Regions from separate parts of the Mus musculus genome. Here regions 1, 2, 3, 4, 5 and 7 are each linked to region 6. The links are chromatin contacts, called in public HiChIP or PLAC-seq and promoter capture Hi-C maps. All regions are on one chromosome and are shown on one strand. The core of a region is the stretch at or near the end of the contact, and the rest is flanking DNA. Distances in the headings are between cores, read along the strand shown.

Evidence for each region. Promoter capture Hi-C pulls out the DNA fragments that hold promoters and counts their contacts. HiChIP or PLAC-seq counts read pairs in DNA pulled down with a chosen protein or histone mark.
Region 1: a contact with region 6 is called in a promoter capture Hi-C map of liver, with 4 times the contacts expected there. The contact joins the enhancer-like site here to the promoter of Soat2 in region 6. A contact is called at or near these places in 17 of 39 promoter capture datasets (the 3T3-L1 cell line, 3T3-L1-derived adipocytes, the C10 cell line and 11 more), 1 of 115 datasets of contacts at active chromatin or transcription factors (pancreatic cancer cells) and 1 of 9 other capture datasets (macrophages).
Region 2: a promoter capture Hi-C map of liver shows a contact between it and region 6, with 4 times the contacts expected there. The contact joins the promoter of AU021063 here to the promoter of Soat2 in region 6. A contact is called at or near these places in 17 of 39 promoter capture datasets (the 3T3-L1 cell line, 3T3-L1-derived adipocytes, the C10 cell line and 11 more), 2 of 115 datasets of contacts at active chromatin or transcription factors (astrocytes and embryonic stem cells) and 1 of 9 other capture datasets (liver).
Region 3: a contact with region 6 is called in a promoter capture Hi-C map of liver, with 3 times the contacts expected there. The contact joins the enhancer-like site here to the promoter of Soat2 in region 6. A contact is called at or near these places in 17 of 39 promoter capture datasets (the 3T3-L1 cell line, 3T3-L1-derived adipocytes, the C10 cell line and 9 more) and 5 of 115 datasets of contacts at active chromatin or transcription factors (effector CD8 T cells, embryonic basal ganglia, embryonic stem cells and 2 more).
Region 4: a contact with region 6 is called in a promoter capture Hi-C map of liver, with 7 times the contacts expected there. The contact joins the promoter of Smim41 here to the promoter of Soat2 in region 6. A contact is called at or near these places in 16 of 39 promoter capture datasets (3T3-L1-derived adipocytes, the C10 cell line, the SN4741 cell line and 9 more), 2 of 115 datasets of contacts at active chromatin or transcription factors (bone marrow-derived macrophages and pancreatic cancer cells) and 1 of 9 other capture datasets (macrophages).
Region 5: a contact with region 6 is called in a promoter capture Hi-C map of the HPC-7 cell line, with 8 times the contacts expected there. The contact joins the enhancer-like site here to the promoter of Soat2 in region 6. A contact is called at or near these places in 16 of 39 promoter capture datasets (the 3T3-L1 cell line, 3T3-L1-derived adipocytes, the C10 cell line and 11 more), 1 of 484 Hi-C or Micro-C datasets (the N1E-115 cell line), 1 of 115 datasets of contacts at active chromatin or transcription factors (pancreatic cancer cells) and 1 of 9 other capture datasets (macrophages).
Region 7: an H3K4me3 HiChIP or PLAC-seq map of bone marrow-derived macrophages shows a contact between it and region 6, with 10 times the contacts expected there. The contact joins the enhancer-like site here to the promoter of Soat2 in region 6. A contact is called at or near these places in 8 of 39 promoter capture datasets (the 3T3-L1 cell line, embryonic stem cells, hippocampal neurons and 3 more), 1 of 115 datasets of contacts at active chromatin or transcription factors (bone marrow-derived macrophages) and 2 of 9 other capture datasets (adipose tissue and liver).

The regions. Positions count from the first base shown.
Region 1 is chr15:101,189,538-101,193,011 of GRCm38.p6, forward strand. The region is part of intron 1 of Acvr1b (activin A receptor, type 1B); the gene reads left to right. Among named protein-coding and RNA genes, the nearest start is that of Mir6962, 2.6 kb to the right of the region's middle. Within about 2 kb of position 1,439, at least 80 of the 459 cell types and tissues checked have an H3K27ac peak or open chromatin away from gene starts, as enhancers often do. A contact at or near this core is called in the HPC-7 cell line, liver, macrophages and 2 more, where this site is marked.
Region 2 is chr15:101,219,763-101,222,903 of GRCm38.p6, forward strand. AU021063 (expressed sequence AU021063) reads left to right here and starts at 1,485. Exons shown (of 3, transcript NR_045996.1): 1 at 1,485-1,563; 2 at 1,716-1,852; 3 at 2,027-2,393. A330009N23Rik (RIKEN cDNA A330009N23 gene) reads right to left here. Exons shown (of 3, transcript NR_045328.1): 3 at 1,429-2,427.
Region 3 is chr15:101,241,539-101,244,605 of GRCm38.p6, forward strand. No RefSeq gene overlaps it. Among named protein-coding and RNA genes, the nearest start is that of A330009N23Rik, 18 kb to the left of the region's middle. Within about 2 kb of position 1,308, at least 83 of the 459 cell types and tissues checked have an H3K27ac peak or open chromatin away from gene starts, as enhancers often do. A contact at or near this core is called in effector CD8 T cells, liver and pancreatic cancer cells, where this site is marked.
Region 4 is chr15:101,291,789-101,295,107 of GRCm38.p6, forward strand. Smim41 (small integral membrane protein 41) reads left to right here and starts at 1,437. Exons shown (of 2, transcript NM_001369218.1): 1 at 1,437-1,844. The coding sequence starts at 1,467. The coding sequence ends at 1,736.
Region 5 is chr15:101,331,838-101,335,100 of GRCm38.p6, forward strand. No RefSeq gene overlaps it. Among named protein-coding and RNA genes, the nearest start is that of Gm52200, 15 kb to the left of the region's middle. Within about 2 kb of position 1,529, at least 43 of the 459 cell types and tissues checked have an H3K27ac peak or open chromatin away from gene starts, as enhancers often do. A contact at or near this core is called in the HPC-7 cell line, where this site is marked.
Region 6 is chr15:102,149,171-102,152,216 of GRCm38.p6, forward strand. It overlaps Soat2 (sterol O-acyltransferase 2), which reads left to right and starts at 1,405. Exons shown (of 15, transcript NM_146064.1): 1 at 1,405-1,542; 2 at 1,936-1,991. The coding sequence starts at 1,464. It overlaps Igfbp6 (insulin-like growth factor binding protein 6), which reads left to right. Exons shown (of 4, transcript NM_008344.3): 4 at 10-342. The coding sequence ends at 132.
Region 7 is chr15:101,153,767-101,157,172 of GRCm38.p6, forward strand. No RefSeq gene overlaps it. Among named protein-coding and RNA genes, the nearest start is that of Acvr1b, 19 kb to the right of the region's middle. Within about 2 kb of position 1,670, at least 43 of the 459 cell types and tissues checked have an H3K27ac peak or open chromatin away from gene starts, as enhancers often do. A contact at or near this core is called in bone marrow-derived macrophages, where this site is marked.

The DNA of each region.
Region 1 (3,474 bases), core at 189-2,688, 960 kb before region 6:
AGTGAAACTCTTACCTAGCTCGCCTGAGGCCCTGGATTCTGAAAATATCAGCCTGTCAGAAAAGCACACCCATCAGATACAACCCTGAGAGGTGCCCGTAACAAACACCAAAAAGCTGTAGGGAGGTTGGGCGAGGGCCAGGGAAGAAGTGGTGGGCCCTGATGCTGTAGGCTGCTGTTGCTCACACGGTGTATAGTGGGGTTAGAAACTGCAGCGTGGGGGCTGCACAAACCCCCGCATGCACTGTCCTGATAGACTGTCCAGTGTCCCTAAGGAGTAATGAATAAACTAAGGACCATGGTCGCTCTAGCTTTCAGAGCTAGAGAACTGGTTGTGTTCATAACCAATTCTTGGACAGAACAGGCTGCTGTGTAGCGTGCTCCTAACTTTCTGAGGTTTTGGGTATCCCCTGCGATATCTTGTGGCACTGTGAGTCTAAGGCTCTGTAGTGGTTCCTGAGACTTCCCAGCTGAGCGCAGCCTGAGCCTCTGTGTCCTCCTGACACAGGAGACTGTGTGTACAGCACACAGAAGCCAGAGTCAGCTCATCCTGGGACTTGGCTTTTCTCAAAACAACCTTTTTCTGAATCAGATTTGCATTCACATCCTACCACAAACCACCTTCTAGTCAGACAGACTTTGACCCATGCTGTAGTCCTGTCGAGGTGGTTTTGTCTCAAGTTCAGTTCTGACTAATTAGACTCATCAATAACAGAGTCTGTGCTGTGGAGAGAGGGCTCGTGTTCTGACACCCCCCCCCATTTGATTGGCCATTTGATTTATTTTTATATATTTCAAAATGCCGGGGACCGAGCCCAGGGCCTTGCATGTGTGAGACAGGCCTCTCATCTGCTGACTTGTTCACACAGTGAGTTGGTGCCTCTGTGGTAGTCACTGCTCGTGCTTGCTGATAGAGTAGGGAGTGTTTTAGGTGACTGTGTTGTTGTACACACGTGCAGGTGACCCTGTGGCAGTACACATGTGTGCAGGTGACCCTGTGGCAGTACACATGTGTGCAGGTGACCCAGTGGCAGTACACGTGTGTGAGGTGGCCCTGTGGCAGTACACATGTGTGCAGGTGACCCAGTGGCAGTACACGTGTGTGAGGTGGCCCTGTGGCTGTGCACATGTGTGCAGACTTTTGACCTGATGAGTCATGATGAAACATGACAAGAGGCTGTTGTCATTAGCCCGGATTTAGCTTTTCAGAAAGAATTAAATTTAGGATATGAATTTATAGTAAGTTCAGCATATGCTTATAATTTTATTATTGCTTCTTCTGTTTCAGTGAAGAGTATTAGCAGATGAGTGGTGAGTGCACGTGTCTTTAAAGGACACAGCAGACTGACTGAGACAAGTGCTCTGGACCTAGACCAGAGGGAAGAGAGCTTGTAGCTAGCGAGAACGTGATGTCATCTTCTTCACTTCCTTTTTCCGGTTGATCAGGAGGAAAATGAAGTGCAGAGATAGTCAATGACTTCCTGAAGCCACACAGTCCCACAACCATGCAGCGAGCTAGCAATTTCCTCTGAGACTGTGGCTCACCTCTTCCTAGTCATTGTTAAGAAATATTTTCCTTGTTGGGGTTGTTTTCTTTCAATTTTTACATTAAAAGGGAGGTTCATATGTAAAGTATATTACTATATATAATGTTTATATGTTGTGTGAGCCTTATTAACAGTCCTTCACAGCTTCAGCCCAAAAGAGACTGTCACAGTTAGGGTAACTGTGTGCTCCAGGTCATGTGGCTAGTATTGGAACTAGCACTTGAGGTTCAGGTCTCTGTGACCTGTTGCTCTGTGATGCCCACTGTCCCTCCTGCTATGGTAGATTCAGATCCTTCCAGGGTGCGGGTATGGCGATGGTTATCTTCACAGTGTGTCTGCTTGGGCTTGCCGCTCATCTGTAAAAAGCAAAGGTGAACACAGTGAGAGTGGGGTGAGCCTTGCTCAGGGTAGCCACAGCACTTGGCAGGCGCTTGGCTAACTTCCCTCTTGTCTCTGTAAGATAAACGGTGTTTGCTGGTTGGATAGTGGAGACCTAGATAGGCTCAGGGACTTGCCTGCCTGCTTGGCCCGCTCCTTATTGCAGGCCCACATGGCCCACTTCCCAGCTGATCCTGGGCCCTTCAGCATAGATTTCACCACTTCTGTTCTTTCCTGCCTTACACCAGGCCTGCTTAAGTACTTCCCAAAAATAATGAGCCATGTGTGGGCGTGGTCATTCTCCAGAATGAATCACTGTGAGCGAGGCCAGCATCACCGAAGGGGGAACAGCTATCGGGAACCAGAGACTCCCGTCTCCTCTGCCCCACTAATTGATGGACTCTGAGGTGACTGCTTTTGAAAAGGCCGTGTGTCTCACTCGGCTCAGAATAGTCATCTCTTGAAGTTGTTAATTTTCCCTTTCTTGCTTCCCAAAATAGACCCAATGCTGTTGTCTTTGCTGGACGTCACAACACGGTGCTGAGAGGTGCTCCCTGTGGGGAACCCCTAAGGGACACAAAGGGACTTGTCAAAGGCGCCTTCTTGGATTAGCAGGACTCCAAAGGAAGAAAAGGGGGTCTTGCCAAGTTTTCTGAGGCTTGAATAAATTTTAAGTTCTTAAGAGGAGTAAGACAGAGCCTGGCTTAGTAGCCCAGGCCTGTGATCCCAGCACTGTGGAGGCTAGGGGGTGGAGAGTTCAAGGCCAGCTGGTTACTTAGTGAAAACTGTCTCAAATACAGTAACCAATAGGAAAACAAACAAAAACAGACCGAGCGAGAAATTTCACCCACAAGTTTGGGAGGAAGATCTGAGGCTTTTTTAGTCGTGGAGCTAGAAGAGTAGAGTGAGTTCCAGGGGAGCTTCCTGTGGAAATTGCTTTCATGACCGATCTGCTCGCAGTCCCTACTTCACACTCTCTGTCTGTGAGAGATGGTACAGCCCAAGCTGCTCCCGGGCAGCTGTGTGCTTGGGAATTCATCTCAAGAAGATAGAGATCTCCTCACACACTGTAAAGAATACAGCAGGCCCTGCCTGTATGGAAAAGCTTCCGTCTACCTGCCTGCCTCACAGTGCTGCCTCATACCCTGTGTCCTTGTGTCCCTGTGTCCTTGAGTGGGAACAGCAGAGGGGTTGCCTCATTGATAGACACTCTGAGGTAGCTTGGGTTGTCTGGGGTATGCAGAGTGAGCGATGACTTCCAGAGTAGAAGAAGAGATGAGGATAGGCTTTTCTAGCCTGGGCTTCTGTTTGGATTGGGCCCAAGCCTTTCTGTTTTAGCGGCTTAGTGTGCAGGTCTTCCCACGGCGGGTGTGCCATGGAGGCCTTGCCCCTTTCCCTCTGTCTCCTGGTGGGCGAGCAAGCACTTCATTCAGCACTCAGCTTCAGTGCCAGCTTCAGTATTGTAGCCAGAGCTACATTCCTGCCCATCCCGGGAGGTCAGGGCTAGGTTAGGCTTGGGGGAGACAGTAGAGGAGCACCAACTGTCTGCG
Region 2 (3,141 bases), core at 235-2,734, 930 kb before region 6:
GCTTAATGGATTGCTCCTGGCTTGCTCAGCCTGCTCTCTTATAGAACCCAGAATCACCAGCCCAAGGATAGCACCACCCACAAAGGGCTGGACCCTCCCCCATCATTCAATAATTAAGAAAACGCCCTATGGCCAGATCCTATGGGGGCATTGTTTGATTGTTTGCTTGCTTGCTTGTTTTTTGAGACAGGGTTTCTCTGTGTAGCTCTGGTTATCCTGGAACATGCTCTGTAGAGCCGGCCTTAAACTCAGAGATCCACCTGCCTCTGCCTCCTGAGTGCAGGGACTAAAGTCACACACTGCCACCACCACCAGGCTTGGAGGCATTTTCTCAACAGACACTCCCTTTTTTTCAGATAAGTCCAGTCTGTGTCAAGTTGACACAAAACTGCCCAGCACAGTGCTTGTTCCATTCACAAGGACAGAGCCCTCCTGACTGAATGAATCACCAATCCTCCTAAACCCTCCACCACTTAGTATCACAGTGAGGGCTGAGTCTGTGGGACACCGGCTTCCACACTACAGCTGATTGTAAGCAGGGGCGTGATGTGGCCCTGCTTGTCTGTAGGGAGGCACTTTCTGTGGTAGCAGACCATTAGAACTGTGAGGAGAGACACAGCCAGTGGGGCAGGAGACAGGTTCAGGCACGATCAGACAGCCATGCAGAAAGGGGATGCTGACTTCTGTCTGAAGTCAGTGGCAGAGAGAGCCATGGCCAGGGGCGGGGGTGGGGGGTTGTTCTAGCATGAGCATTTTGGGGTTTGGGTAGCCTGATACACAATGCTGCCCACCACCACCACCCAAAAAGCCAGGGATTAGACGCTGAGCAGGTGTTCATTTGCCAACAGGGAAGAGGTCTGTGGAGTTCCTGCCCTAAGAGCTTCCATCTTCTGCATTTCTCCTGCTAAAGTGAGAGGTGAGGAAATATGTATTCCATGTCTCATGAGTGACGTGTTGCTGCTCTGAGGAAAACCAGACTGAGTGTCCCTTCCTTCTGTCACTCCAACCTGGCCATTCGAGAGGCAGATGCTTGGCCTCTGGATGGGACTAGACCAGGAGACACCCATATCCAACACAAACTGTCCTATCTACCTGGCTCCTACCTACAGACCTCCTGGGAGTCAGATCTCTGAACTGTACTGGATCAGACCTGCTAGAACTCTCCCGCAGCAGGGCCCCAGCACCAACACAACACTGTACCGCGAGAACGCTGTTAGGCAATAGGAGTCATTAAGAAAACAAGCATTCCCTGCCCAGCCAGCTGCCCACCGGCTGTTCTATACCTCCTGCAAGCAGTGATGTCATGCAGCTGAGGCCCAGCCCATCATTCCTGGTGTACCAGAGAGCCAGCTGAGCCCCAGGCCCTCTCTTGCTGCTAACTCCCCTCCCCATCCCCTCCCCTCCCCCCTCCCACACAGAAGCAGAGGCGGCATCCATAGAGCTATTTATTCATCCTTGCTAGTTCTGTGCCCTGAAGTAACTGACTCACTGGGACTCTACAGCGTCTGAACTTTCGCAGCTCTAGTGCTCCAACTTTCCGAGGGTTCCCCAGAACTTAAGCAGGTCTGTGGGGTCACAGGGAATTGTGGATTGGTGGGAGACTTGGCAAGGGGTTGTCCTTAAAGAAGTGAGAAGGGGCTTTGTCCGTTAGACAGCCTCTACTAATCCCATGCTACCCAGGTCTCCCCTCCCCCCACCCTTAAACCCCATCTTAGGATGGAGCAGCTGGAGCCAAAGAACTGGGAAACATGAACTCCCTGGGAACAAGACACCTGCTTCGACATAAGTTGCAGACGAAGTATAGATTTCTCAGGAGCAGATCCACAGGGGATTTGCTAAGAGGCATGAGGAGGTAAGGGACATTCTGGAGAGGCAGGAGGCCTGGGTAAGGCTAATTGGAGGAGGGGAACAGATGCTAGGCAAGGGGCGTGGCATAAGAGGAGGTGGGGCAGAGAAGGCTGAGCTCTGGAGCCGTGCTGTGGAGTACTTTTAACCGGCAGCATCTCCCTCCTCACAACTTCCTCAGTGTGAACTCAGTTACCAGCTCACTACAGATCCTCCTGGAGGAACAAATGCTGTATGGGATCCCAAAATATGGCAAGGTTTCCAGGTGGCGCCGAGCACCAGACGGCTTTGAGTCTGGAGATAGTTCCACCACAAGGCTCACGACCAGCAGAGGGTGCCACCATCCCACAGGGAGGCACCCAGGACTCTCCAATCCTCCCTGGAGAAACTGTGGAACCGCAGAGGAATCAGGCAGTCCGCTCCCCAGCTGCCAGCTGCTGAATTAGCAGTCTTTGTCAAGAGTCCTGGGTTCCTAAATCCATTCCGGGGCAGTCTTTCCCTCTCTGACTGCTGTCTCAGGCAGGAGGGCTTGGACCACACACGTCTTTTCCAGAACATGAGGCCTCTTCCAGCTCTGAAATCCTAAGATTTGAGAAAATCATGCCAAGGACTTAGAGAAATTGCCTTTTCTGGGCTCACACTTGCTCTGGGTTTTCTAGCACCTTCTTGCTTAGGTGAGAACTTCAGCTCCCTGTGGTGGCTTCTCACCTGGAGGCAAGAGGCAATCGGACCTGCACAAACTGGGGTTGTGGGGGAAGAGGTGTTTACCTCTAATCAGCACAAAGGACTTCTGTCAACAGGGCTGTTAGATACGCATTCACTAATCCTCCAGAGTAGGCAGGTGGCACCTTCATAGGTGGCACAGGATCTCGTTGGGGGTGTGTGGGGGGAGGGTCCTTTCGTGGATAAGAACTAGAATGAACGCAATACAAACTTTTCTGTCTTCTACCTTCGTAACTCCCCACCCCCTCCCCCACTACAGATGCCGTCTGTCAGGCAACAGACGGTCCAGGGGTCCATCTGTGTTAATGCTCTCAATAAGAGTCCCATGTTTCTCCACTGACTCTCCCTTGGCCCCTCAACCGATGGCCACTTGGTGGTTAAATCAGGGAGAGAAGCATTAAGGGAGACATCTTAGCTAACATAGTCCCTAAGCCACCCTTCCCACTTATACTTCTTGTGTAGTGAGGGCACAGGGGCCTGGGTGAGAGTAGGGGGCTGGAGGAGGGGAGGCAAGACACAAGGAGACAGCCAGACTGATGAACGGGTAGAAGAAAGTCTTTTCTGGCCTCTGAG
Region 3 (3,067 bases), core at 58-2,557, 910 kb before region 6:
CATGCGAACGGGGCTGGCATTCAAACCACAGCGATTTGTCCCCTGTCATGGTCTCTGAAGTCACGACCACACCTCAAAGAAGATATTCTTGCATTTCCTTATAGTAAAGCCACTGGAAACACACCATGAAGGTGTATTTGAGTCCAGACTACCCACTGGAGAATGGAGAGCAGTGGGAACTGGCACAGGGTTCCCCCACCCCACCCCCCACCCCCGCCCAGGAACAGGGCAGATTCGAGCAAAGGCAGAGCTTGGGGGAGAGGGATTAATGCGTGGGAAGGGAGGATGGCCTATCTTCTGGATCCAGAAGGAGGAAGCAGGCTGACAGGCTGTGTCGCTCTCCTCAGTGATGGATTCCCTTTTTCCCTTCCAAGCCTCGGGGCTCCTCCTCCTCCGCTCTGAGGTGCTACTCTGACTGGAGAAGGTGAGAACAACCCCAACCCTGCCACAAGCTTCCCTCAAACCATCTCCTAGCTTCTAGCCTGTTATACAACCTGCGCTCTGTCCACACTCGGAAATAACCATGGCTCAGCAGAATGGACTTGGGGGCATGATGAATGGTCCTTAGGACGATCAGCTGACGGCCAGCTGCTCCTGAAGTGACCTGAGTGCCTGCCATAGCTCAGGTTCCCCAGCCCTTCCTGGGAAGTGGCCCTGCCTGGTCTACAGGAAAAGTCTTAACGCGGCTCTGTGTTTGGGCATCATGATAATCATGATTTTGATGAGTATGACCACCCATTTCTGTATCTCTTAATATCTGTCAAGCCTGGGGATGCACGCTTGTAATCCCAGTTACTCGTGGAGCTGAGGCAGGGGGATTGGAAATTCAAGACTTGCCTGGGCTACAGGGTGAGTTCTATACTGGTCTCCAGATCTTGTATAAACTCTGTTTCAAAGTGAAAAATAAAAAGACTGTGGCTAACGCTTAGTGGTAGAGTGTTGGCCTACAATGTGAGAGGCCCAGGTTCCATTCCCAAAGCCACAGAAAATAAATGAATAAAGGCTGGGGAACAGGGGAGCCTGCAGGGCCCTCTCCCACCTCCCGCACCCTCTCACTCCCGCGCAGTACTCTGCACCTTCCTCGGCAGTTTATGGGTCCTGGATTTTCCGAGTACAGCTCAAGGCCCAGAGGACAGGGGCCCCAAAGGTAACCCAGGTTCTCTAAGGGGAACCACCACGCTGCCTGCACAGGGAAGGACTTAGTCTCCTCTGGCACCCTCTGCCTGCCTGACTCTCCTCTGTGGGGCCTGTCAGCAGTAACCAGAGCTGGCTCGGTGGCTGAGAGCAGTAGGAACACCCGTTTCTTGGCAACCGGGGACAGCATACAAGATCCAGTTAATCACCTGTGCCAGCAGGTCAGTCCTCCCACAGCCTCCAGAGCGGCCCCTGATGGCCAGAGGCATGAATCGTTTCTACCCCAGCACACCTAAGGTTCTAGCGGGAGCTAGAGGCTCTTTTCCCTTGTTTCCTGTTTCCTCAATAAACAAACAAACAAACAAACAAATAAATAAATAAATAAATAAATAAATAAAATATATAATTGGTGCTTATTTTGTATGATATATAAAATATAATTAATATATAATATACAAAATATATTGTGTGATATATGTGTGTGGATACACACACACACACACACACACACACACACACACATATATATGTATGTATTCCATCTGTGTATGTGTGTATGTGTGCTGAGCCTTGCATACCAATGTGTTTATATGTTTTGTTCTTCAAGACAGGGTTTCTCTGTGTTACCCTGGCTGTCCTGGAACTCTGTTGACCAGGTTGACCTCAAACTCACAAAGATCTGCCTATTTCTGCCTCCTGCGTGCCGGGGATTAAAGGCATGTCCCACCACCATTGGGGCTTTCTTTCAAGTTTTAATTTGTGTGTGTGTGTGTGTGTGTGTGTGTGTGTGTGTGTGTGTTTGCCTGAGGTGGTGGGTAGTTTTTAATGTCAATTTGACACAGGCTAGCATCATTTTGGAAGGAGGAACCTCAACTGAGAAAATGCCCCCACCAGATTGGTCTATATGCTTGTGGTCTGTCTCTGTCTTCTTAATTAGGGATTGATGTGGGAGGCCAGGGTTTTGTGGGTAATATTATCCTTGGGCTGGTGGTCCTGGGTGTTATAAAAAAGCATGCAGAGCAAGCCATGAGGAGCAGCCAGTAAGCAGAACTTCTTCATGGCGTCCTCATCAGTGTTTTATCACAGCAAGAGAAACTCCAAGACAGTTTGAATGTGTGGGCATGCAACGTATGCAGAGGCTAGGATTTGAAACTAGTAGCCAGCTCTTATGACTGAGCCATCCCTCCAGCCAGCCAGAGCTCTTGCTTTTTTGATTCTTTTTAAAAGATTTTATTTTATATCTATGACTACACTGTCACTGTCTTCAGACACACCAGAAGAGGGCATCATATCTCATTACTGGTGGTTGTGAGCCACCATGTGGCTGCTGGGAATTGAACTCAGGACCTCTGGAAGAACAGTCAGCACTCTTAACCACTGAGCCATCTCTCCAGCCCAAGGTTTTGTTTTTATAACATGTTGAAATCCATTACGCAAAATTACAATTATTTATTTATTTTTTGGCCCCAACTCTGTAGTAAGATGTGGAAGTCAGAAGAAACCACTTCAGCTTCCTCTCTGGGAGGCAACAGCAGCCACAGTGTGCCTGTGAGGCCACAGGGCCCCAGATGGGAACTCTGTCTTGTTTCTTCTCAGCATGTGACAGCTTCTTGGGGTCACAGTTTCCTAAATACCAAAGCAGTGCTTACCTTACAGGGCCGGTGAAAGAAGAGACAAAGCTAAGGAAAGCTTAAGCACAGAGCCTGGCCCAAGGCCCTGCACGATGGATGCAGCAGGGTCTCCTCTCTGGCAGGTCCTCCACCACACCCCTCTCTAGCCACGTATTTTAGTCTGCTGCTTTAAGGAGCCATGCTCTGGCCCAGATCTGACTTTCCCATGTACCATTTCTTCTGTTTGGAATCTCTCCCCTCTGTTTAAAAACTGCTTCATGCTGGACATGGTAGTGCACACCTTTAATCCTAGCACCCAGGAG
Region 4 (3,319 bases), core at 187-2,686, 860 kb before region 6:
GGTGTGCTTTGGTCTAGGTGTGTCCTATCTTTTGTTTTGTTTTTGTTGAGGTGTAAGTTAGAGGTGACCCTTTCTTGTTTTGTCTTGTTTTTGAGGCAGGGTCTACATTGTCCAGTCCTGGGACTTGCTTTATAGCCCAGGCTAGCCTCAAACTCAGATCCACCTTGCTAGCTGGCTCTGTGATCTACTTGAGTCCGAAGTTTCTAGGTAGTCCTAGCTGGCCTCAAACTCATGCTATAGTCTGACCTTGGGATTCCGTGCTATTCTGACCTGTTTTATGTTGGGCTGGGATTTAAAACCTGAAGCTTCCTGTTGGACAAGTTGCTAGGCAGGCATTCTACCAACTGGGCTGTATCCCAAGTCTCTCCAGAGTGGCTTTATGTTTGAAATGGGAACTTGAAATTTGCTAAAGGATCTTGCAGCAGACCCGGGCAGGCTTCTCTGCCTGCAGATTGCACTGGACTTGACCCCTGGCTGTGTGACAGGTACCCAGCTGGCAGTGGCTGTGTAGACACCAAGACAGTGATGTGTTCACCCTCTGCAGAATTATGATTCCCATGAGGTAGGACCGTGGGCCAGATCTCTGCTCCCTTCCTAAATTGTTTCAGTTCATAATTACATCAGTCCCTACACCCCTCCTTGCTCTCTAGATCTGCTGTGTTCTCGGTAAAGAGGACTTCTTGGACAAGAAGACAGGAGAGAAGGAATGGAGGTAGGCCTTGCTATCTGGGTACTTCTAGCCATTCTCTCTGCCCTGGGGTCTGGAGTACTGTGTTCTGCCTGTCTGCCCTGAAGGAAGACTTTCCACCATTCGGACTGTCCTGTGTGTGAGAATTGTTTCAGGAACAGAAAGCTGTCTGTCCCGTGCTTTGCTCAGAGTGGTCAGCACTTGGGATGGGGTCTAAGAATTGTAGACACAGCTGGGCAGTCATGATGACCACCTTTAATCCCAACACTTGGGAGGCAGAGGCAGAGGCGCAGGGGCAGAGGGGCAGAGGGGCAGAGGGGCAGAGGGGCAGAGGCGAGGCAGAGGCAGGTGGATTTCTGAGTTCGAGACCAGCCTGGTCTACAGAGTGAGTTCCAGGACCGCCAGGGCTACACTGAGAAACCCTGTCTCGAAAACAAACAAACAAGAATCGTAGATGCTCTGAAAGCCCCGAGGATGCAGAATCTTGGCCTTTTTCTATGGAGGAAAGTCGTGGAAACGGGCCTTTTAGGCTTACCTGGCAATTTTGAATGATGGACATAGGTTTGGAGAACAGATAGGCTGGGCCTAAGGATCCAGCCTGTCAGAGAAGGACCTCGAGGCCACTCTGGAGGAGTCTGTCTAGGAGGGGCCTGAGCGCTGCTCTGCACGCACTTGGGTAGAGTGGGCGGTAGGGCCCTGGGAGGCCCGCCCCTTAGAGACTTCTGACACAGCCTCAACTCTCAAGGGTAGTGTGCACATCTGGGCAGCTGGTGGGAGCATGAACGGCTCACAGGTGGGAGCTGCAGCCAAGGCTGCCTGGCTGAGCTGCTGCAACCAGTCCGGGCTGCCACTCGGACCCCCAGAGGGGCCACGCATGGTGCAGGCAGTCGTGCTGGGCGTCCTGTCACTTTTGGTGCTCTGTGGGATCCTGTTCCTGGGTGGTGGACTCCTCCTCCGCGCTCAGGGCCTGATAGCCCTGCTGGCCCGAGAAAGGCATTCAACCCCCGAGGCTGAGCCTGGTGCCTGTGGAGGGGATGACGACTCCTAGGTGTCAGCTGCTCTTGAGATTCAGCCTGTTCTGTGCCACGCCATCCAGAGTTCATTTCTGTGAGGCACAGCGGAAGGTCCAACCCACAAGCTCTTATTTCCCGCACAGGTGAGAGCCTTGAGACACAGGGAGTCTGGGGTTGGGGCTGCGTGGGGTGGGCACAGTGATGGTCTCTGTTCTCATTAGGTGGACATCACTGGGTACAGACAGCTGCTCAAGGCCAGGGTAGAGCTGGAGGTCCCTGTGCCTCTGAGGCACAGACAGCCTTCGTGTCCCTTATGCTAAAGGAGGGAGGCCGGAGAGTTCTGTGAATGGGAGCTCTTTGTGTACCTATGTTTCCCCGTGTTCTGCATCTGCCCAGGTTAACTTGTGGTCTGCTGGACTCAGCAGGACCCTCTGTTCTAGAGGCTAATACAACCCAGCCTGAGCTCTCAGCTTGCTGCTGTCTCCTTCCCAAAGCTTCTGTCCAGGGAGGGAGTGGGCAGGCTGGGGCCCACCGGAGGTGAAGGTAGAGGAGAGAGATTCTTCACTCCCATTAGAGGTACCCCTGGTTGGGTGAACAGTGGGGACAGAGAGATGTGCCAAAGACTCCTCTCCTGGCTCCCCGCTCACGTGTAGCTCAGCCAGAAGCTTTGTGTGCTGTGTTGGGGGTGGGGACAGCAAGGTTTCGTGCAGGAGCATATGCGGAGGAAGGAGAAGGCTGAGTACTCCCAGCTGTGGGGGCTGCGTCTGGGTCTCCCGCCTCTAGCTCTCTAAGGACAGGAACCATCTGGAGAGAAGGGTCTGGGTGGCCCAAAGGACAAAGTAACTCCAGTCCAAGGCCACCTCAGGCTGAACCATGAAATGGGGGTGGGGGGTGCCTTTACCATCCCATTGATATTCAGCTGTGTGTAGGGGCTACTGGGGACGTCTGTGAGTGGCCGTCTCTTGGCGACTCTCAAGGCTCCTACTTTCAAGTTACCGCCAGGAATACGGTGGTGCAGGATGCCCGTGATGATGGCCTGGTGAGGGGCTGAGGGTGTGGGTAGGTGGAGGTAATCTGCTGTGAAGCTGACGATGTGTGATCCTTGCTTAGCACCTAAGGGTTTGGCACCAATTCTGGGCAGCCGTGCCATGTTAGCCTCAAGAGTGACAGAGTTCACATCTGAGATGTCTCCTCCACAGCCGGGGAGTGCACTGCCAGGGCAGGGCAGTGTGTGTATGTGTGTGTGAGTGTGAGTGAGTGTGTGTGAGTGTGTGTGTGTGTGCTGGTATGGAGGGGGGTGGGCAGGGCCCAGGGAACTGTCCTCCTTCACTTTCTGGTCTTGGGCACCGGCTCCTCCCCACATTCTGCAGTCTCCCACCCTGTGCCTTCCCCCATCTCTCCTCAGTGGGGCGGAGGGCATCTAGATTCCCTTGAACCCCCTCACTGACAATCAGGTATGCCGAGAGAAACTTTGAGAAAAGGTGAAGCTCAAAGAGACAAACAGGTGACACACTTCGGAGCGCAGCAGATCGGGAGCCGAACTGTAGGCTCTCGAGCCCAAGCTCGGTCTCCTGGGTTCACTCTTCCTTCTGCTTTCCCGGCAGTCTGAGGTTCTGGT
Region 5 (3,263 bases), core at 279-2,778, 820 kb before region 6:
ATCTTTGTTTAGAGTTAAGCTGGACCTGGCACCTGAGCCTTGTTTCCCTGAAGAGTGATGGGGCCAGCAGAGCTCTCCTGACTCCCACAGGCTAGGAATGGCCATGCCTGTCTCTGAGGGAACAAGGACTGGCCGTGGCTGGTGTGGTCCAGGACTTTGAGTGTCAGGCAATGAGGGGACCCTGATCTATTCTTCACATTTTCAATGTGTCTTGGATAGGAGAGGTCATTTAGCTAAGGTGACATTGCCACCATGCTGACTGTCTTGCTCTGGCTGCCTTTTCTGCCTCTGAGGTTTGCCCTAGAATCTGGACAGGCATCTCTTGCCCTTATATTACAGGAGGTGCCTTCTGGGATATTTTCTTTCTTTGACAGGGACAAGGCACAAAATGTGGGTCTCTAGAGGATCACCCCCTCTTCACAGGTGACTGTGTGTTCCTGGGTAAGTGGTAGGGGTCAGGAGGGCCAGCAGGGATGTAAATCAGGTGTGAGGAGAGGCAGGGCAGGTTAAGGGGCTGTTAGGAAGGCTCCATTTCCCTCAGAGGGGCTCTTGGTGGCCAAGGCAGGCTTAGGGTATCCGAGGTTGTCTAGACTGGCTGATTTTCCCCTGTAGGGTCCCCAGGAGGAGGGTGGCAGGTGAGGCTCCTGCTTGAGCACTGGCTCCACCTCCTCTGCCCGTACCCTCCAGAGTCTGCCAGAAGCTGTCCCAGCACAGGAGAAAGTTCCTTATTAGGTAATGAGTGTCTCCTGCCAGGTGGGGAGAGGACAGGCTGCCTGCCAGGCCCAGGCAAAGCCCAGCCTCTGTGGTGTCTCCGAGCTGGCACTGGCCCTGAACCCAGCTCTCCTATACCTATCTGCCTGTGCAGCCCCTGATGTCTTCCTCGAGACTCCAGTGGGCACATGGGAAGTAGGAAGGTGGCTATGTCACCCTGGTCACTGTCATATGAGTGGATGGCTAGGTTACCTTCACTGCTCTCTCACAGCCTCAGGCCATGGCAGCTAGGCTGGTGCTCCCTCCCTGCTGGTGCTCCCTCCCTGCTGGTGCTCCCTCCATGTTTGTGCTCCCTCCCTGTTGATGCTCCCTCCGTGCTGGTGCTCTCTGGTCTCTCTTGTCTGAGGTTCATAGGAGGAGGGCTCGGCAGGGACCTGGCCTGAGTTATACTGGGCATAGCTTCTTGTCTTCCTGATCTGCTACCTGCACCCCCCCTCCCCACTTTCTGGCTCTCTCCCAGCTTCTCCTTGGGAGGTTGGCTTCTCCAAATTCCCAGATCACCACTACCTACTCATCCAGTCCTTGGTGCAGAGAGTTCTGCCTCATCCTGTGCCCTGGCCTGTGTGTACTAGGGGCACCCTCCAAGGTTGGGCCTGAGAGATGAAAAGTAGGACTCTGTAATACCAGGGGCTTTGGGGGCAGGATTTGCTTTGCTTTTTGAAGCAGTCTTAGCACAGGACTCTCTGGAAAGGGCTTTAATAGCAGTCTCACGGCAGCTCTGCTGACAGACAAGGAGGCCCTGGAAACAGCTGTGGGAAAGTGAGGGTGGGTGTAATTTCCCAGGAGCTGGAGACAGCTGGGAACTCAGAGTCTAGGTCACACCTCCCCTAACTCCTTGCCCTGGAGTCTAGTGCCTCTTACTGTACCCTCTATGATTGTTTAGGTCCCCTCTCCCTTACCTCAGCTTCCCTGCCTCTTAACTTGTTCACTCTGAGGACCTTGCTTACTGAGATTTTTGCAGGGTGGCTTTGTGTGGAGACAAGCAGAATATGTGAATGTGTCTAATGCGCAGAGCCACCTTCTCCCTTCTCCAGCCCTCTCTGCATGGAGCAGAAGGGACCAAGCTCCTGTGCTCATAACTACCACAAGCTTTGGGGCTCAGGGACCCTTCCCTGTGTCTTGTAGTTTTATAAATTAGATAATTCAAGCAGGCAGTTCTGCCTAATGCCAAGCTCTAATCTCGCCATTTCAAGCCTCTGCCTCTAAGCAGTGGTTTTCAAGAACTTCCTGATTCTGCAACCATGTAACACAGTTCCTCGTGTTGTGGTGACCCTCAATCACAAAGCTACTTTTGTTGCTACTTCTTAATCTTGCTACTGTTACGAATCACAATGTAGACATCTGTGTTTTCTGATGATTTTAGGCTCCCCCTGTGATAGGGTCACGACCCACAGGTTGAGAACCATTGCTCTAGAGGATGGGCTGCCTGGTGCTTCAGGACACAGTGCACTGGAGGTCGGCTTACAGGTGCCTTTTCTCCCTGGGCCCATCCCCGTGGCTTGGGGAATCACTTGATCCCATTCTGCGCTTACTGGGACCACTCTTTTATCTCCTTCCCCAGCCTGCTGGACCATGAGCTTTCTGCCTTCATGGCTCTGCTCTTCAGGTGTGCTGCCTGCTGCCCACAGTCTCCTCTTGACTCAGCATCTCTGTTGATGCCTGGCATCCCATTTGAGTCCCCTGCTAGCCTGATGCCCACGGCCTCATTACAGCGTCTGATGTTAGTGTATACAAAAGCTGAATAGTCCCCACCACTGGGAGCTCACATCCTCATCTTGGTCATTCTGGTGGGAAGCTTGATGTGTGAACCAAGTCCTGGTAGTCTGGTCTTGGCTCAGGTCTGGTCCTGGCTCCGTTCATTTCCCAGTCCCCAGCCTCCTAACCCTGCAGCCCTTCAGACACACACTAACAAGCATGACCAGTTGACTCTTTCTGATGTTATATATTCCAAAGCAGACACCATATCTGCAACACACTGGGACATCTGGGTCAGCCTATTATAAATGGGGCATCTGGTTACACAAGAGCCTGGCCTGTGTTTCTCTGCTGGCTACAGAGGTACCTATAGGCCTTGAAGAATTAGAAGAAAGAGGAGAACTCAGGATGCATCCTCAGAATGAGCATCTCTGGCCCTGGACAAAGTACACTTAGAACATTCTAGAAGCCAAAAATGTCAAGGCATGAGTGGCATATTGTATGGCTTCTCTTAGGGCTTAGGCTCAGAGGAAGACTGAGAGAGAGAGAGAGAGGGAGAGAGAGAGAGAGAGAGAGAGAGAGAGAGAGAGAGAGAGAGAGAGAGAGAGAGAAGGGTCACAGTCTGTGAACAATGATCCACGTGCACAGTTAGTGAGCACTTACTGTATACAAACACTGTGGCAGGTGAGCACATGTGTGAACAGAGTCCATGTCTGGCGTGGTCTTTAGCAATGGCTGATGTCACCACCTCTGGTTAGGGCCGTACGCGGACACATGGTGTGTCACACAGCAGCACA
Region 6 (3,046 bases), core at 155-2,654:
TCTCCCCAGTGTCGTTCCTCGCAGGGGAATCGCCGTGGCCCCTGCTGGTGTGTGGATCCGATGGGCCAGCCTTTGCCAGTGTCTCCAGATGGTCAAGGAAGCACTCAGTGCTCTGCCAGGAGCAGTGGGTGAAGCCCCGAGGGAGCCTCCAGGACGCCAGCAGGAACAGGGGGCTGTCATTTGAGCTGTATGTGAAGCAATGAATAACTCTGTGCCCCAAGACCCACCTTCACGCCCCACCCCATTGTCCCTGTCACCCTTGGGCCTTTACACAGCTAGTTAGAAAGATTGCTGTTGGCTTGTGTACTAATAAAACAGTATTGGGGGGGTGTCTCTGGCTTACGTCTCTGCGTCTGTCTCATTCAGATCTGGGGCCTCGTGCTCACTGTCTCCCATTGGTCATAGTGTTTCTACCTTCCCTGCAGAGCACAGCCAGCCTCTTCCATTGCCCTTGGAATACAGTAGACTGCCACTGCCACAGGCAGCAAGCCCTTTCTTTATCCTCACCCGGATACCCACCCGGAGCTCCCTTGTGGGACTGACTGAGATCCTGGCCTCAGTCCGAGATCACAGTGATTACAATCTTGCTTCTATCACTGACCTCTGGACTGATGGAGGAGGAGGATTAATAGTTAATCCCCAGCAGGAATTTGCCAAAGTGGAACTCCCAAGGCACTCACCTGCCCTACTGCCTACCAGAAAGAAACAAATGTGCTCAGGCTCTGTATGGTTTATCCAGACTACCTCCAGACTACCTTATTTGTGCTGGCAATCACCTGATGACGTAGGGACATTTTGTCCCATAATTTTTTTTTTTTTTCAGAAGAAGCTTAAAAAGTTTGGTCCACTTTCCTGAAGTTACATAGGTAGGCAAGGCAACCCCTGGCGCTATTTACTGTTGAATAAGTGTGTGTCTGCCCTTTCTGCTTATGTGGTAACCCAAGGTGTAGGGAAGAGCTGACACTGAGGGGCCTCGACCATCACACATGACACAAATAGAGCTCCTGACAAAAATATTGTTGCACACACATGTCACTACAGGCCTCATCCTGTGCCCTCAGAAAAATGACTACAAGGTACACGAAGATGTTTCTGGTCCCTCCCTGACCTTCAGTCTTGGTAGAGAGAGCCAGGAAGAGCCAAGCTATGTGATAAGCCTCGGGGAAGCAAAGTCCCCCTCACAACCTGATGCACAGACTCACTCCCGAAAGTGAAATAGCAATAGCGTGAAGCTGATCATAGTGGTTGTGGTGAGAGAGCTGTGAAAGCCACAGGCAGGGCCAGAGTATGAGAAACACTGCCTGCAGATAACCTATCTAACCCTCAACGGGGCTCCGGAAAGGACTTTAGTCCCTGGAGTTGTCAGATCTCTGAGTGGGACACAAGCTCTGTAGGTAGATTGAGAAAGAAAGAAAGGAAGAAGACAGACAACAGCTGTGTGCTGTCCGCTCTACACTGGCACCATGCAGCCAAAGGTGCCCCAGCTTCGGAGGAGAGAAGGGCTGGGAGAGGAGCAGGAGAAGGGAGCCCGTGGAGGAGAAGGTGAGCCGCCCTCCCATCCCCCACGCTCCAGACACTCAGGCGGGCCTGAGATGGGTGTGTGTAAGAGCTAGCCGCTAAGGCCACTTCCTTTCCTCTGGCTGTTCTGGGAAGCCAGAGAAGGCAGTTTCTGCCCTTTTCCCCCCAGCACGCGGACTGGCAATGGAGAAATGTTCAGAGCGTGGTTTGGCCTTCATTAGGGGTGAATGGAGTACTTCCTTGTTTTGGGTCCCCTGTTTCCAGCAATTGCATCAGGCTCTTTCTCGCCACTGTGTGTGTCACTTCCCTGGCTAGTGGCTCTACCCACGATTCTAAATATTGACTGGGAACGGAGGCTGTGAGCACACAGAACACCTAACTCCTCCCTAGTGAGTCCCCTTTGGTTCTTCCTCCTAGGGAACGCAAGGACACACGGAACCCCAGACTTGGTGCAATGGACTCGACATATGGAGGTGAGGGATCACGGCAGTCATAAAGGACAGGCTGGGGATGTGGCTAAACTTGTAGAGTGCCAATCTACCTGATGCGCAGCACCACATAAAACTGGTGTGATGGCAACTGGTGTGATGGCAACTGGTGTGATGGCATACAGCTGTAATCCTAGCACTTGGGAAGTAGAGACCAGGTGATCCGTAGTTTGAGGTCACCCTTGGCCACACAATAACATCCAAACCAGATTGGGCTACAGAAAACCCTGTCTAAGAAATAAAAAGTAGCCAAGGCAGTTGTGGTACATGCCTTTAATCCTAGCACTTGGGAGACAGAGGCAGGCCTGGTCTACAGAGTGAGTTCCAGGACAGCCAGGGCGACACAGAGAAACCCTGTCTCAACAAACAAACAAACAAACAAACCCCCCCAATCATTATTTATCTAAGATTTATTTATTTATTTATTTATTTATTTATTTATTTATTTAATGTATATGATACACTGTAGCTGTCTTCAGACACACCAGAAGAGGGCATCAGATTCCATTACAGATGGTTGTGAGCCACTGCTGGGAATTGAACTCAGGACCTCTGGAAGAGCAGTCAGTGCTCTTAACCACTGAGCCATCTCTCTAGCCCTATTATTATTATTATTATTATTAGTAGTAGTAGTAGTAGTAGTACTGTGTCTATGTGTGTCTGTCTGTGTGTGTCTGTGCATTCCTCTGTGTGCATCTGTGTATCTCTCTGCGTGTGTGTGTGTGTGTCTGTGTGTATATGTCTGTGTGTGTCTGTATGCGTGTATCTGTCTCTGTGTGTGTCTGTATGTGTGTATCTGTCTGTGTGTGTGTATGTCTGTGTGTATCTGTGTGTCTGTATATGTCTGTGTAATTTTTAGAAGTCAGCTCTCTCCTTCCACTGTGAGTTCATGATCAAAATCAAGTCACAAGGTTTACATAGTAAATTATTTTACCCACTGGAATATCTTAGCAGCCGCAGCTTTTGTATAAATATTCAAAAACCTCACTTAAATTGTCTGGTAACATTGTTTGGATAATGCCAACCTAGATTTCTTTCCC
Region 7 (3,406 bases), core at 420-2,919, 1.0 Mb before region 6:
TTCCTTATGACAGGATCTCTCGTGGCTCAAGCTGGCCTCAAAGGCGCTATGTAGCAGAGGATTACCTTGAACTCCTGACTCTCTGAAGAGCCGAGAGGCAAGCATGTACCGCTGTGCCTCATCTATTCAGTTCTGGGTGTTAAACCCAAGGCTTTGGGTATGCTCAGTAAGCACCCTTGGGCCTTCTGAGTTTGAGGTCTCCAACCTTCTGGATGGTTCTTTAGCACAATCATGTCTGACATGGATCTCCTCCATCCTGTTTTCCTCCCTACCTGGAGTGACCTGCTTTAGCTCAACAAACACAACGTTCATTCATAATTATCTGTTCCCTCCCACCAGGTCCCCATTCCAGTCAGGAGAACCTCATCTCCCTGGCTCCCAAGACCTCTGTCAACTGCTCCTCAGTTCCCAGCATGCTTGGCTAGGCCACTGGGCCCTGTTCCTATTCACCCCCCTGGTTCTGGCCCATCCAGTTGGAAAAGCTCCCCTTATTTCATTGTCCTGCTCAGACCTGCAAATGTAGCTAACAGGCCTCTGACCTGCAGCCTGGGGCCACAGTCCCCCTCCCCCCCACCATCCAGCCACATTGAATGTCTTCTCCAGCCCTTAGTTCCTTTTGCCTCAGGGCTTTTACATACTGTCCCCTTTGTCTGGGACATGCTTAGCCTGGCTACCTGGCACTCATCAGTAATAAGCACGTGGGAGGTGAGATGGAGTGGACCTTGAAGGGTGGCAGGCATGAATGTCAATTCCAGCTCTCTCAGCTACATAACCTCATGTCTGTCGATTAACTTCCCAGGACTCATCCATAGGGAAGGGCGTAGCAAGACCTAGAACTCCTAATGTGTATTGGTTTTTTAGCCATCTGACCTACCCCTACCTATCTGAATTCTATTCCTTCTTCCTCATGCATGTACAGATGGCAGTGAGCCCCAGAAAGTACATAGGCAGCACAGCATGGCATAACCCACCCCCACAGGCACCCCACAGCCCACCCTCACATGCACCCCACAGCTCACCCCCACAGGCACCCCACAGTCCACCCCCACATGTACCCCACATGCATACCATAGTCCATCCCTACAGGCACCCCCACAGACACTCAACAGCCCACCCTCACAAGCACCCCACAGTCCACCCCTAATCTCCTAAACTAAGCCCTGGAGTCCAGGAAGACTCAGTGCTAGGTAGCAGAGAGGGCAGATTTGAGTAACAGACTGGAGCAGAGGAAGCAACGCCCAGAGAGGAAGAGGCTGCCAAAGGGAGGGCTCTTCAGTATCTAACACCCTTGTTCTAGTGCCCAACTGAAGCCAACTGAATTGTGAGAAACTCCTGCATTTCTAGCCAGGGAGGAGGAAGGGGGTTCCCTGGATTTCAGTGAAGTCTTAAGTGACTTATATATCTTGTGAAACAAGCATGGTTGAGGCTAGGGCTGTGGCTCATCAGTAGAGTACAAAGCACACACAGAGCCATGGGCTCAAGCCCCGTGGTTACATAAAGCCAGGCCTGGTGGGTGGGGCATGCCCTCAACCCCAGTACTTTGGAAGTAGAGGCAAGATCTGGAGTACAAGGTCAAACTCAGCTACATAGTGAATTTGAGTCAAGCCTGGGCTACAGGAGACCTTGCCTCAAAAGCAAGCAAGCAAACAAAATTCATTGTAAAAATGAGGAAATGAGCCAGGCACGGTGGCTCATGGCTATAACCACAGTGTGTGAGAAGCTGGCGGGAGACCACTGCTGTAGATTTGAAGGCAGCGTGGTCTACATAGTGAGTATGGGGACTCCTCGGACCAGGTCACGAGAAAATAAAAATTAAAAAGTTTAAAGAAATAAAGCCATAAATGAGGTGTTTACATATATAGTAGCCACTAATAAGTGGGGCTGTGCAGTGAGCCGATTCTCTCCCCCTCCTTCTTCTCTCCCTCCCTCCCTTTCTTCTCTCCCTTCCCCCTTTCTCTTCCCCCTCCCTCCCTTCTCTCCCTCCCTCCCTTTCTTCTCTCCCTCCCTTTCTTCTCTCCCTCCCTTTCTTCTCTCCCTCCCTTTATGCATGTGTTACACCCTCCCATCCTCTTCTTTCATCTTTCTCTGCCTCCCAGTCTTTCAAATTCCTTTACCCCTTCTTTTTACATTTTTCCCATACAATATATTTTGATCATGTCTCCCCACCCCACAATACCTCCCAGACCCTTCCCATCTCCTACCCACCCAATTTTATTCTCTTTCTTGAAAATAAAGTCCAAGAACAAACCCACAAAAATTAAAATTAAAAGAACCAATGAGACATACATATTGCGCATATATATATATATATATATATATATATATATATATATATATCCACCAAAACAAAGCAAAATGAAACAAAAAGTCCACACAAAAAAAGTGGAATTTAGTTTTAGTTTGAATTAGCCAGCTACTGCTGGGCATGGAGTCTGCCCTAGAGTGGTTGATAACGCCCAGTGAGACTCCATTGGAGAAAACTGATTTCCTCTTTGGCAGAGAGTATCAATTACAAATAGCGTCGTGGTCGGGGTGGGACCCCATGTCAACTTTCCCCTCTCGGTTCTGAGACCCCATCAGGCTTGAGTGTGTGCTGATCTTGTGGAAGCTGCCGGGGTCTCTGAGTTCATGTGGATGTCAGTCCTGTTGTGTCTGGGATACATTGTTTCTTTCGAGTCCTCCAACACCTCTGGCTCTTATAATCTTTCCACCTCTTTTTCCAGGCAGATCCCTGAGCCTAGAGGGGAGGGGTTTGATGGAGACATGCCATTTAAGACTGACTCCCAAGTCTCTCACTCTCTGTCCACTGTCCACTTGTGGGTCCTGGTGGTTTGAATGAGGATGGAGCCTGTGGGCTCATGTGCTCTTCAGGTGGTGGAACTATTTGGGAAGGACAAGGAGGTGCAGCCTTGTTAGAGGTGTGGGCTGCCATTCCCAGTTAGCTCTCTCTGCCTCATGCCCGTGGGTCAATAGGTAAGGTCTCAGCTACTGCTCCAATGCCAGTTCTTGCTTGTTGCCGCGCTCCCTACCATGTGGGTCATGGACTCTAGCCCTCGGAAGCTACAAGCCCCAAAATTAAATGCTTCTTTCTATGTTGCCTTGGCCATGGTGTATAATCATGGCATTAGAAAAGTAACTCAGACCTGGGTCTCTGTGTTAACTCCTATCTACCAAGAAGAGTCTCTGATGAGGATAGTGTGAATCTCTCTGGTTTAACATACGAGCAGTCATTGCATTGCTATGTTCCTGTAGCAGAATTATAGCAGGTTTCCCTCTAGGCCTATGACCCATCTAGCCTCAGGTTCTTGGTCACTCTACTAGTGTCAAGTATGGGTTCCATGTCATGGATGGAATGGGCCTTAAATCTAATGAAAAAAAAATGGTTGGCTCCTCCTATAACATCTGT